2 separate regions of the Bicyclus anynana genome follow, and region 1 is linked to region 2. A link is a contact called in public Hi-C data. All regions are on one chromosome and are shown on one strand. The core of a region is the stretch at or near the end of the contact, and the rest is flanking DNA. Distances in the headings are between cores, read along the strand shown.

The links. A called contact is a pair of places that touch in the nucleus more often than the background predicts.
Region 1: a contact with region 2 is called in a Hi-C map of whole larva, with 1.7 times the contacts expected there. The contact joins the promoter of LOC112049783 here to the enhancer-like site in region 2. A contact is called at or near these places in 2 of 2 Hi-C or Micro-C datasets (whole body and whole larva).

What each region holds. Positions count from the first base shown.
Region 1 is chr10:3,856,913-3,863,553 of ilBicAnyn1.1, reverse strand. It overlaps LOC112049783 (NADP-dependent malic enzyme), which reads left to right and starts at 2,323. Exons shown (of 12, transcript XM_024087822.2): 1 at 2,323-2,480. The coding sequence starts at 2,434. LOC112049772 (translation initiation factor eIF-2B subunit alpha) reads right to left here and starts at 1,390. Exons shown (of 7, transcript XM_024087803.2): 1 at 1,207-1,390; 2 at 1,027-1,128; 3 at 50-189. The coding sequence starts at 1,219.
Region 2 is chr10:3,819,094-3,825,490 of ilBicAnyn1.1, reverse strand. LOC112049783 (NADP-dependent malic enzyme) reads left to right here. Exons shown (of 12, transcript XM_024087822.2): 5 at 1-100; 6 at 587-791; 7 at 1,313-1,439; 8 at 1,646-1,871; 9 at 2,223-2,365; 10 at 3,222-3,395; 11 at 3,688-3,811; 12 at 4,291-6,379. The coding sequence ends at 4,433. Among protein-coding and RNA genes, the nearest start is that of LOC112049783, 39 kb to the left of the region's middle. Within about 2 kb of position 4,425, at least 6 of the 8 cell types and tissues checked have open chromatin away from gene starts, as enhancers often do.

The sequences.
Region 1 (6,641 bases), core at 1,074-3,573, 40 kb before region 2:
ATTGTGACTTTGTTATTATTGCATGCATTTTAAAATCTTCAAGAATTACCTTGTCATCTAACTTGGCAAAGGTAATGAACCTCATGAAGAGTTTGCACCCTGAAGACACAGCAGTAACAGGCTGGTCACAGTGTCTCATGGCATCCACAGCCAATTGGAGATTGAGGTGGAGCTCTCGCACTGTGGTAACTAAGTAACAATTTGAATTGTTAACCCTTGAGCTACCAGGGTATGTAGCCAAGTTACACATCAATTAGCTTTCTACAAAGACTATGGCTTTGGAAACTAAAAAAATATATGAGAATGATCATGTGATATATCAATAATGAATGTTATTTATTAGTTTCAAAACATTAGCCATTGTGGAAAGATACCCATACATTTATTGCTTTTAAAGCTTTTGAGGAAAGAAAGTTGATATGCCATAAAAAATCAGGCAATGTACCCAAGTTGTACAAGGTCTGATTTTTTAATAGGTGCATAAACAGTTTGTCTATCTAGTAGCTCATGAAATAAACTAATAATATAAAACAAAATAGCACATAATATTGTCATTAAATGTTACATAGAAGAAATATTATTAATTCAATATTATTAAATGAATTAAAATTAACAAGAGCTGTATGGTATATCAAATAAGTGAATCAAATAGTAGTAAGTCTCCACAGATGGACTTTTCTTATAATTATTTTTAAATCTTCAAATATCAAGGTGGTGCATGTCACACTCCGTCATTCATAAATCACACATTATACCATTATAGGTACTTTTGGTATAATTAGTGGAATAAGTATACCTTGGTACTTTTCTTAATAGTTTAATTCAACGGAAATTGTAGTAATAGCTAGAAAAGCAGGTGTAATACAATATTTCGCATAATTGCATCATCAAATCAAAGCATTTTAGTAATTTTTTTTTTAATGTTTTTATTTATTGTTTTTTTTTTGTGTGCAATAAAGTATTTCTTCTTCTAATTTCACGAAATTTATGACAGAAGTAAGCACAGTGGTTTATTTATGACTTTACCTTTATACTTTTCTATAACAGTTAGAAGTGTTTTTATCGCAGCCACACCAGCCGAAACGTCTGCCTCTTCCTCAAGGATTTTTAAAAATATTTCTTGCACTTCTGTAATATTCAAATTTAATTAATAAAATATAATAAGTAATAATCAAGTTTTCACATTTCCACTTCAAAATTCCTTACCTTCTTTCTTCATATTGTGAGAATAATCGGGGCCTAAAATAACTGAAATTTGTTTTATGATTCCCTCTTTTAATTATAGTAATTAATTAATTGTTTCATTACTTTATGAATATTTTAAAAATATTTATTCTAATTTATAACCTCCAATTTTTGGTCATTTGTTAACGTCACGCACAGATCACTATAACTAATGTCATACGTCAATGTCATTGTCAATTGTCAAATGTCAATGAGGTTTAGGACTGGAAGCAGAGTTGCCAATACCAAGAATACCAAGAAATACCAAGAAGCGAACAATACCCTGAATCGGGAAAAGACTATATATCCCAATATAGGAAAAAAATATAATAAGGTTCTTTCCAGGGTTGATTTCTCAGGCCGGACTATGAAATATTGGATTTTTGGAGCAATACTTCTATAAGCCCGCTTGACTTAGGGAATAAGCTGGTGAATGCGTTACGAAAAGTGTAATCGGGCGAGGCGAACGGACGATAAGATGGAGAGATAAAGAAGTTTTACTTTAGTCTAAGCACTTATTATTTTTCGCTCAATTAATAGCCGAAACCTTTGCAGTCGCAGGTTGGTGGTGTCACTCCTCCATGCCTCGGAAAGTAAGTTAAGACTAGTCGGTCCCGATCATTTCCATTAAAATTCTGATCTGATAGATGATAGTGATGGTTTCAAAGTCTAACAATATGACACTAAGCCGTACGTAGCGGGTGTTCCAAATCGCCTCTCCCACCTTTTGAGGTCTACCATAAAGGTGGGAGAAACGATTTGGTTTGGGATTAGGTCTGGGTCTGCCAATAAACCTTAGATAGACTGACGATGTCGATCTCTAACCGACTTCATTTATCTTATTTTATAAGTATTTACTGAGTTAATAATCACGCCATCTAGTGTTAAATAGACTCAAAACCGCCTGAAATATTTTTCATGGATCATCGATTAACCGGGTGCTTCAGCGTAAAACAAGTCTGAAATAGTTTTTTTGTATGGATTAGTAATTGGAAGTTCCTACAAAAACTATACCAAGAACATAATAATCAAGGGAAGGGAATTCACGGTCACTGACGATTGCAGGTTTACCTGCGCTCATACCACCTAACTATTACAGTAAATCGTGATGTTGGTACGATAAGACGCGTTAACTTAATTCTTTGTTACCTTGTTTTATAAGTTCATGTTAAGTGTTAAATAAAAAAAACTGTAAGTGAATAAACTAAGATGGGAAATTCCGCTTCCCTGAAACTGAATGATAAGAGAAAATGGCAGTAAGTTATTGAGAGATTATTCTTGATTAATGTAAATCTTTGTTGAATACTTATAATTTTAATTATATATTATTATTTAATGTTGTTTTTATTCATAAGTGAAGTAGTAATCAATTTAATAGTTATATTATTTTATTTTGTTATAAGATAATAATTCATTTTACTTTACCTATTATTTTTTGTTAAAATAAAACAACTCCAATTAAACTCATCAGAACAGCAATAAGAATTTAATTATTATTGTCGCCTTTATAAATCCGAGTTTGACTATGTAATTAAGTAGTAATTCTTTATCTATCTACATTTTGATATTTACAAAAAAAAATATCTACGTATGTTTGTATTTTGTCTTATTATCGCGAAACGCGGCCAACTTACAAGAGCGAAACTAACAGTCACCCGCACCATGCTATCTGAAAAACACTTTAGGTAGGTAAGTCAGGCATTTGCTTACGAAAAGGACAATTTGATGAAGTGGAACCAATGTTGCATGGATATTTCCGTCAATTTGTAGGTAGACCAATTGTACTCGTATGTTAAATAATGCTATAATCTTGAACGATTGATGGACCTATGTTACCTGCTACCTCCAAAACCTACCTACCAGCCTACCATCATACTTCCTACGATAGCCTGACAAATTAGCTTTTTTAAGATTGAAGTTTCAATTTTCAACATCAAAAGCGCCGGACTCACGCCGAGAGGTCCCGGGTTCGAACTCCGCACGCTAAGATGTCGTACCCACTTCTAACACAGTTTTTTCGACTAAGTAATGGGGAGGGACAGGAATATTAGTCATAGCGGACATAGAATTCAGTTTTTCACACGCAGGAACCATGGATTTTTCCGAGAAGAAAAGTAGCCTATGAGTTAATCTAGAGTAAATCTATTTCCATTCCAATCAGCCAAATCGCTTCAGTAGCAGCAGCGCAAAGAAGAAACAAACATATACACGCCTACACACTTACAAACTTTCGCCTTTATAATATTAGTGTGATACCAAAATATGTGCTAAATTAAAAAAAAAGATGGCAAAGATCTGGTCATCACAGGCTTAGACCATAAGCATTCTAGAACACTGCAAACGCTCGACGGAAAGTAAAAGTGAGGCCGTTCGGTTGTTTGGTTTACGATTACGAGCGAAGCGGAGCGCCATTGTGTAGCGGCTTACAACGTTCAGCTGAAACTTCCTTTTGCTTTCAATTGGTGTTATTGATTGCCTCTGTGATTTTGCGTTTTTCCGCTCGGTCTGGTGGTGTTAGGTATCGAATAACTGCCTACGTAATACTTACTATCTGCTATATTACTAATCTATGTGTGCTTCTATACTATTACAGAACAAAAGATATATTATATTTGGTTACTAGCGGACGCCCGCGACTTCGTTCGCGTGGAAATCAATGTAAACTTTCAAGCCCTATTTCACCACTTTATGGGTTGATTTTAAAAAAATTTTGAATTACATTATATTTCGTATTTTTTTATGATTCATGATCAAATTTTTTAAAACTGTAACTCAAAATGATGGACTTTCCATACAAACTTTCAACCCCTATTTCACACTCTTCTCATTTTATTTTCGCAATTAAAAGTATCCTATAACCTTCTTCGTATTATGGTATTATGCCGTGCCAAGTTTCATTTGAATTCAAAATCAAAATCAAGTTTCATTTGAATTCAAAATTTTAAAATCATTAGTTTAAAATCATCATTTGAATTCATTCAGTAGTTTCAGTGATACCCGAATAACAAAAAAACACGGACAGACAAAAAATTCGAAAAAAATATTTTTAGCTTCAGTATTATATAATCCCACCCAACAAAATTTTTCAAAATATCTTCAATGTACAGAATGTACAAAATGTACAGAAGTCGTATTATAAGTATAGATTCTAGATGGCGCTGGCTTCCTTTATGCCACGCTAACGTTTGCTGTTACAAATGGTATATGTAAAATCTCAAATTGCGAAGAAGTTTATAGAAATCGACAAGTTTTATTATACGCATAGATAGATAAAAAGCGCTACTATTACTTGAAATTCTAATATCAGCCACTGACGATCAAGTAAACATGCCTGTAGCGCTAACGGCTTGACGTCCGATAAAACTGATCGTGTGTTGGACGCGATGCGTTTAACATTCATGCCGATCGCGACTAACACACTATCGGTTTTATCGGGCGTCAAGCCGTTAGCGCTGCAGGCATGTGAGATTACTGGATCGTCAATGGCTGACTTAATGGATACAGCTATGAGTGAAGTTGCGAGCATCCGCTAGTACCAATAAAGTACATTAACGTTATCGCAACTGTAAACTGTAGGTTTATAGCGTATTAACACTCAATTTATTCCTTTAGTAGTTATTATACTATATACTTAGTAAGATGGAAAAATACTAGACAGTTGTAACTTTGTATGAATCTAGTAGAATCAGTAATTTTTAGACATAAATAATATATGATCAGAGACATAAATATTGAGAGTATTTAAAAAAAGTCATACCTACTTACTTGCATTTTAAACAGTAGCATGTTCTGCTCCAAGGTTCCGTTAATCGCTCTATCAAAATTCATCAAAATCGATTCAGCAGCTTACCCGTATAAAGGTAAAGGACAGATTTACTTCCGCATTTATAAAATTAGGATGGAAGTTGCTATTTATCCAACTGACACTGAAATAATGTATCCAATTATTGTGCATATTTTAATGTTTTAGAAAACATTGTGTTTATATTATTTACCTACAGTCCCAAGGCTAGGCAAGTAAAGTATCTATACTAACGTTGAGTTAAGCAGGAAAAACACATGTATTAACTGTAGGTACCTAAATATTTATTATTATGCGGTCACCTACGTTCCGGGACACAGATGTATGCAGATTAATGCCAAGAGGCAGAATTAAGCATGTTCTGGTACATCTAGATCTAGGGCTATTTATTATGCACCCGGTTAGAGTAGGTATAACTTAGACGGACATACCATTCCTGATCTTGAACAATGGATCAGCAGAAAGCATGGCCGAATGTCATACCGACTTACACAGTGATTCACCGGAGATGGTGTTTTTGTGTGCTACCTTGCATTTATCGGTAAAAGAACAGTCGCAATCTACTGCAACAATATCGGTGATGCAATTCACACCATATTGCACTGTGGAAAGTAGGAAAATGACAGGAGAGAAGTTTCTGCAAAGGTGGAATTATGTGTAGAAAATATACTACCTAACTGGAAAATCATTAGTAACCTCCTTGATAATATTATAGAGGAAAAGGAGCAGGAGGATAAGAGGAGGAAAACAACAACAACAACAACTTAAGACATAGACGAAAACGTTACTGTGTTATTGGCTGAAAGGCGGGTACACCGCTAACAAGGCGGCAAAAGGGGTTTTAACCGAAAGAGTCCGGCACTACCCTTTAGGGTGACCATAAGGATTTCCCCTCCTGAAGGTTAAAAAAAAGAGTAGGCAACACACGTCTACTCTCTCTACTCCAGCAAAGAACTTGTGCTTTCGTGTTGTGGTGCGGAAGGACGGAGTTCCTCTTTCCTTATTATATCTCCAAATAAATGGAATGCTCTTCTAACATTCATTAAATCCGCTACCTTCAATGTGGTATCTTTAAACCAAGAGTAAATAGCGTTAAAATCCCTAAGGATCTATAGTCAAGCACGATCCACCATTGGCACCACCGTTAGGTACTATCAGGCGTTATTGTAGCTGAGTCCCAGATTATGATATAAAAGAAAAAACATACTCAAACATTAATTTGATATGATAATGTCATCAAATAAAAAATACCATAGCTGTGTTGTGCTACCTGCTGCCTACACATGGTGATACGAAAAAACTGATGACTCACCGGATCCTAAATTTTTACAAGTCATTGCGACGAACTGTCTGATTCTGTGATGATTGCGTGTTTGCCCGACTTTCTATCAGTCTAACTGTCAGCAAATTCGATACAAATTCTGCATCTTCATCTTGTACTTTTACGTTGCTAAACATTTAGTTAAATTAATATAATACCTTATTATATTGCTTTACTTCTACTTCCGTTTAATTTGGATGAAAAACTCTAATGCAAGCCACTCACCATCCGATAAGTCCACGAGCCTATAAGCACTAACGGCTTGACATCCGATAAAACTGTGAACTTGTGATC
Region 2 (6,397 bases), core at 3,176-5,675:
GATCTGGGCGCGTGCGGCATGGGCATCCCCGTGGGCAAACTGGCGCTCTACACTGCACTGGCGGGCATCAAGCCTCACCAGTGCTTGCCCATCACTCTGGGTGAGTGGTTATTCTTCTTGTTTTTAAGTCCTTTAACTTCTTTTGGAAGTCCGAAGATTCAAATTAAAATCATTTCGTACCTAATAAAAACTTCCAGCGAATCCCTGCGACTCGCTTGATGATGACAGGGATTCGCTGGAGGCAGGCGGTTCAGGATTGTGATGTTTGGAAGTAACTACAAAAGGCCTATGTCCTGCAGTAGACGTCCATCGGCTGATATGATGATGATAATTAATATAACTTGAGCGCGATCCAGTGTCCAGGGTTAACTTTGTCTCCGAGGCACGGAGTTACAACACTGGCAACTTCCCAACCCCGAAATGCAATTGAAAAATTTGCGGACGAAAAAGCCAATAATTATTTCCAAACCAGGGCTCAATATTGAAATCGTGAACGTAGTCGAAAAGGCTAACAACTGGATCAACTTGTTAGTTAAAGTTCTTAGTAAAAAGCATAACGTTGCTATAACTCCTGTATCCCCATTAGATGTCGGCACGAACAGCCAGACGATGTTGGACGACCCGCTGTACATCGGTCTGCGGCAAAGACGCGTGCGCGGCGCAGCCTACGACGAGTTCATCGATGAGTTCATGCAGGCTGTGGTGCGCCGCTTCGGACAGAACTGCCTCATACAGTTCGAGGACTTCGCCAACGCCAACGCGTTCAGGCTGCTGGAGAAGTACCGCGGCAGGTCAGTGCTATTTATCTATAGACAATCTGCATCACGGAGCCTACAACCTCGCAGTATGTTGGGAGCGAAAAAGGTGCGAACGGCAATGTGCGCGCCCGTCAAGAAACGAGTGTACTTTAGCGACTGAAATAAAACTTCTTTGGCTCTCCCTCTCAAATGTCCATTCGCCTTGTGCAATTGCACTTTTGGTAACGCAAAAAAAGCATTCCCCAGCTTCTGAGCTCTTCAAGTCAAGTGTGCTCATAGAAGTTATACTTATATTTTTTGAGAAATAGCAAAACAAGCTCCTTTTTAAAGAGAGCCAAGCACGCAATCTTGGAAGTTGAAGGCTTGCCTACTTTTAGATAGGTATTCTTTTCACCACCATAAATAGTAAATACCATATCTTATCAATTACCATTTATACTCGTATTTATTGTTTTAGTTTCATTTCCTTGCATTTTAAGTCTAATTCTTTGACTACTTGTGAGAGATTTGTGCAGCTATTTCAGTTTCTAAAGAATAAACTATTATGCTTGTAGGTACTGCACGTTCAACGATGACATCCAGGGCACAGCGGCGGTGGCGGTGGCAGGTCTGCTGGCCAGTCTGCGCGTCACCGGCAAGAGGCTGTCGGAAAATGTCATCGTGTTCCAGGGCGCTGGAGAGGTATGCTATAAGCACTGTAAAGTCAGGAATAGATGCTTATTCGTCCATTTTCTACTGCAGGGTGCATACTTTCTATAAGGACTTCCCAACCTGCGACTTTTTCATATTGTCAGTCCATGGGGTGTCAATGAATATTTGCCTTTCCGGATCACTTACCTACTTGACATTTTCATGAATTTAATGGTCTTTATTTTATGCCATTCCAGGCGTCGTTGGGTATCGCGGAGCTGTGTGTGATGGCGATGAAGGCGGAGGGCACGCCGGAGGCGGAGGCGCGCGCACGCATTTGGATGGTGGACTCCAAGGGACTCATCGTCAAGAACAGGCCCGAGGGAGGACTCAACGAACACAAGGAGAAGTTCGCCAAGGACTGCCCACCCATCCGCACACTTGCTGAAGTCGTGAATATTGCCAAGCCGTCCGTACTTATCGGTGAGTTAAGCAAGATAAACATAGCTATCCTACTCGTACAAAAATACACACATTTGTTTGGATTGTCTACTTTCATGGCTTACTGCTACAGCTATCCCAACATTACAACCTTGGATCTAAATTGGTTAACGATTGCGTATTGAAGGTAAACTAAAACCAAAGCTAAAATAAACCCATTCAATGTAACCTGGGTCGGGGTTAATTAAACTTCCAGATAACTTCAAGATATAAGCTCCCTATGCATTTCCAATGGTCCCCAAGTAAAATGCTCCGAGTTGAGTACCTAAATTACCTACCGGTCAATCCAAATAACATGGATGTTTGTGAACGTGTCTTGTCGGTAACGTGCAGGCGCTGCAGCCATCGGCGGCGCGTTCACGGCGGACATCCTGCGCACGATGGGCAACAACAACGAGCGGCCCGTCATCTTCGCGCTCTCCAACCCCACCAGCAAGGCGGAGTGCACCGCTGAGGAGGCCTACTCCAACACTGACGTAAGTTTCTTCATAGAGCTTCATAGAGCATATTTCTTTGACGGCCTCCGTGGCGCAGTGGTATGCGCGGTAGATTTACAAGACGGAGGTCCTGGGTTCGATCCTCGGCTGGGCAAATTGAGATTTTCTTAATTTGTCCAGGTCTGGCTGGTGGGAGGCTTCGGCCGTGGCTAGTTACCACCCTACCGGCAAAGACGTACCGCCAAGCGATTTAGCGTTTCGGTACGATGCCGTGTAGAAACCGAAAGGGGTGTGGATTTTCATCATCCTTCTAACAACTTAGCCCGCTTCCATCTTAGACTGCATCATCACTTACCATCAGGTGAGATTGTAGTCAAGGGCTAACTTGTAAAGAATAAGAGTTTATTGACGGCTCTTTTCAGGTGTTCTGATCTGGTAGTAGAGTCATTAAACAGGCATCTCTTGCCGTGTGCTCTCAGAATGCAAAGGGTTAGGACACGCTGCCTAAGTATAAGTTGTCGTACCTAGATACTTCACAAACGTAACATCGCAAAGTTACGTTTTGTCTTGAAGTTTCTCATCCAAAAAATTCAAGGTGTGTAGAAAAAATGTGTTAACGCATTGCCAACTAAGCAAACTGTCTCTCTGACTGGGCCGCCACACAAGATATTTCTGACATCAAACATAGCTTCAGTAGATCTCCACGGTAAAAGTCGGTTTCAAATCCGAGAGGTCTAGATATCTGAACCATTGGCTATAGTTGTACCCACTCCTCGATACTCTAGGACTCTAGGTCTTTTCAGAGTACCTTAAACGAATGGTTAGACATATCTAAGGTTGGATGAAGAATACCTATTATTTCCTAAAAATGATTGACGTAATATATCCGGTGCAGGAGCGCGCGATCTTCGCGTCAGGCTCGCCATTCCCGGACTACCGCACGAAGGACGGGCGCGTGCTGCGGCCCGGACAGGGCAACAACGCGTACATCTTCCCCGGCCTCGCGCTCGGCATCCTGTGCGCCGGCCTCGTCGACATCTCGGAGGACTTTATGCTGCTCGCTGCTGAGGTGAGTTACTAACTACTGGCACTAACGAAATTAATGTAGTGTATGTGAAAAAAAATAATAAATGATCAATGTGACCATTACACAAAAAGGAAAGTCACTGTCTCTCTAACCATGCAATGCCCGAACACATTTCAAGATATGTGGACAAAAGATGACCCACACGATGAAATGACCCGATAGGGAAAATAAATGATGGAAAACCAATGAGACGGTCGGCAACGGCAGATGATATCATTCAGGTAGTGGGAATAGATGAGTTTTGGCAAAATTGTGTAAAATATTTGTGTTTCAGGCTCTCGCTGAAGTGGTGTCGCAAGAGAATCTGGACCACGGCAGCTTGTACCCGCCGCTTGAAGACATTCAGGAGTGTTCGGTCAGAATCGCCAAGAAAGTCATGGAACACGCGTACACTACTGGTAAGAATATAATATTATTATACTTCTTGATACTTTTTTTTATTGGAGTTTACTCCTTAAGAATCAATTTTTTCACATATAGCCCCCGGTATGAAAAAATATGGGCAGTAAAATTCGATGAACCAATGACAGCGTTACGTTTTTTGTGCGCAACCTATTCTGCGCACCTTTCACCGTGCGCTGCGCCTTCAAACGGCCTATTGATCCTCGATTGCGCGCACCTTTCACTTTTCAGGCGTAAGGTATTGAAACGAACATAGTGTATGCTGCGGAGCAACATACACCTATTTAGACAGTCGATCTGAAAGAGTAAACTCCATTCGTGCGTCAGACCTGACACACACATTTTTTAATTTTATGAAAAAAATAAACAACCAGGCTTACTAATCAAACTCTTTTAGACACAATTTAGACCGAGTTAATTGGCAGGCTAAGTTGTTTTCTTTTTTGAGATATATTTTTTTAAATATTTTTTATAGGTAAAGCATCAGTTCAACCACAGCCAATCGATATGGAGGCGTTCATTCGCGCGCAAATGTACGACTCGGTGTACACGCCCGCTCTGCCGCCCGTGTACTCGTGGCCCGACGACTACAGCGGGCCGCAAGTGCACGCCATGTAGACTGCCGCAGTATGAGAACTTATAGCGCCTCCCGTCTATGACATCCTGGTACTTGCGTCCTCATACTCGATCCAAGGTGATAACAAAAATGTTAATTTAAATCAATAAAAAAAAAATTATGTAATTTGGATACAAATACAGATTGTCATGATTATTTTTTTAATATTTTTTTTGTATTTTTTTCTTGTTTTTAAATCCATACATTAAATGAGTAACCTGGGATCATTATGTAGGATGCATATTCGCTGCTGTAACTTAAATATATCCTATTTACTTATTAAAATTGTTGAAAATTTTTGAAAACAAATAAAAAAAAATTAAGCGACAGCAGCGTTTTTTGGGACGTATTAAGCAATATATTTATTAATATTTAATGATGTTACTGTATTTAATCTGTGTACCTATATAAAAGTTACCAAGGCTTAAAGCAGAGTGTCAATATAATCGCGATGAAGCAATAAAAATGTTCATAGTGCATTTCATTTGACTTAAATATCTTTTGATGCTACTGAAAATGTTTGAAGGCAATATTTTTTAGCAAATTTTAATTTTGGATAATTGCCGCGAGTTGTTCAGATGTAAAATACGATAAGCAATTAATATTAAACGAATTAGAAAAGTAATGTAATAAACATTCAAAGACTTGGCAGTAGTGCAATGCCAAGCTGTGACGCCGAATCTATTTTGATTGTGATATGACGTGATATATTTTTTACCTAAGTATTTCTATTCAAGTGTTGTAAATTTTATTTGAATACAAGAATAAATTTATTGCACGTCTACAAATTTTGATATGATGCGACGTGTATGTACGTTTATATTTGTAAGTTAACGGCTATGATGAACAAATAAATTGTGATGTGGGGAAAAATTATATGAGCAATACATAGTCTTATGTATACCTAAGAAATTAATTTATATTATTGACAATTAGGCTACTTGATCTTTGTCTATTTATAAATGAGGATAATACAGTTGAACATTCCAATTTTTAAATTTTAATGTTTCTTTATTTTAGTTAACTATATTAAAGTGTTATAAAGGTTACACAAAAATTTTAGTTTCAGTAATAGGCGATTTTATTTGTCTTGAAAAATTCGTAAAGCATGATGGAAATAGACGTTAAATTGCGCGATTCCAATGCTGTCGTAGAACTCAAAATTATTAATATTTTTTTTTTTTATTCTTTCCCATGGGGAAAAGGCAAAGGTATTACACTGTACAGCCATTCAAAATTATTAATATTATGATCGCTTATAAAATCTGTATTGTAGGACCTTATTCTGTGGTCATCTCTCACGCCCGCGCGCGCCGGCTGCATACATCGGTCCTAAAACAAGTCCAATTTGTGGATTTAGAAGTACTTCTAGGACCAACATGTCAATTTCTAGATTCATACGTTGGACCAGTTGTCATAAGGCCAACGTGTATAGCCGGCGTTATAAAAACGGCGCACAAAGTTAACGATCAAACATGATTGACAAAGTTTCTTGTCAAAACTTGACTATTTTATTAGGTAATGTTTGACAATCTGCAAAAAAATCCGGAGAAGATCAAATTGTTTGACAAACACGTTTGATCGTTCACGGGGAGTGACAACATCAGATCACAAAGTCCAATATTACTTCAGCACATTCATTAATAGTTCTGGTTTGTTTTTTATATGTATATAGTAACTAAAATGTACTATTTATTTGTGAAGAGGTTTTGTGATACGTTGAGGAGTTCAGAGACTAATGCGCAAGTGATTTATTCAGATTTGTTCAATGTTTTTTTAAATTTTTTTATTGTTTCCTAACCAATTTATAAATTGACATTAATTTATTTTGTATTAAATTATTTTCAATGGCGATGAACGTTGTAGGTTTATTTGACAAAAATGTTTGAAATTGACGCAATATTGTTTTAAATTTGTAAAAGGATGAAAATAAAATGTCATTAATGCACATTTGTCTTTTTTATAC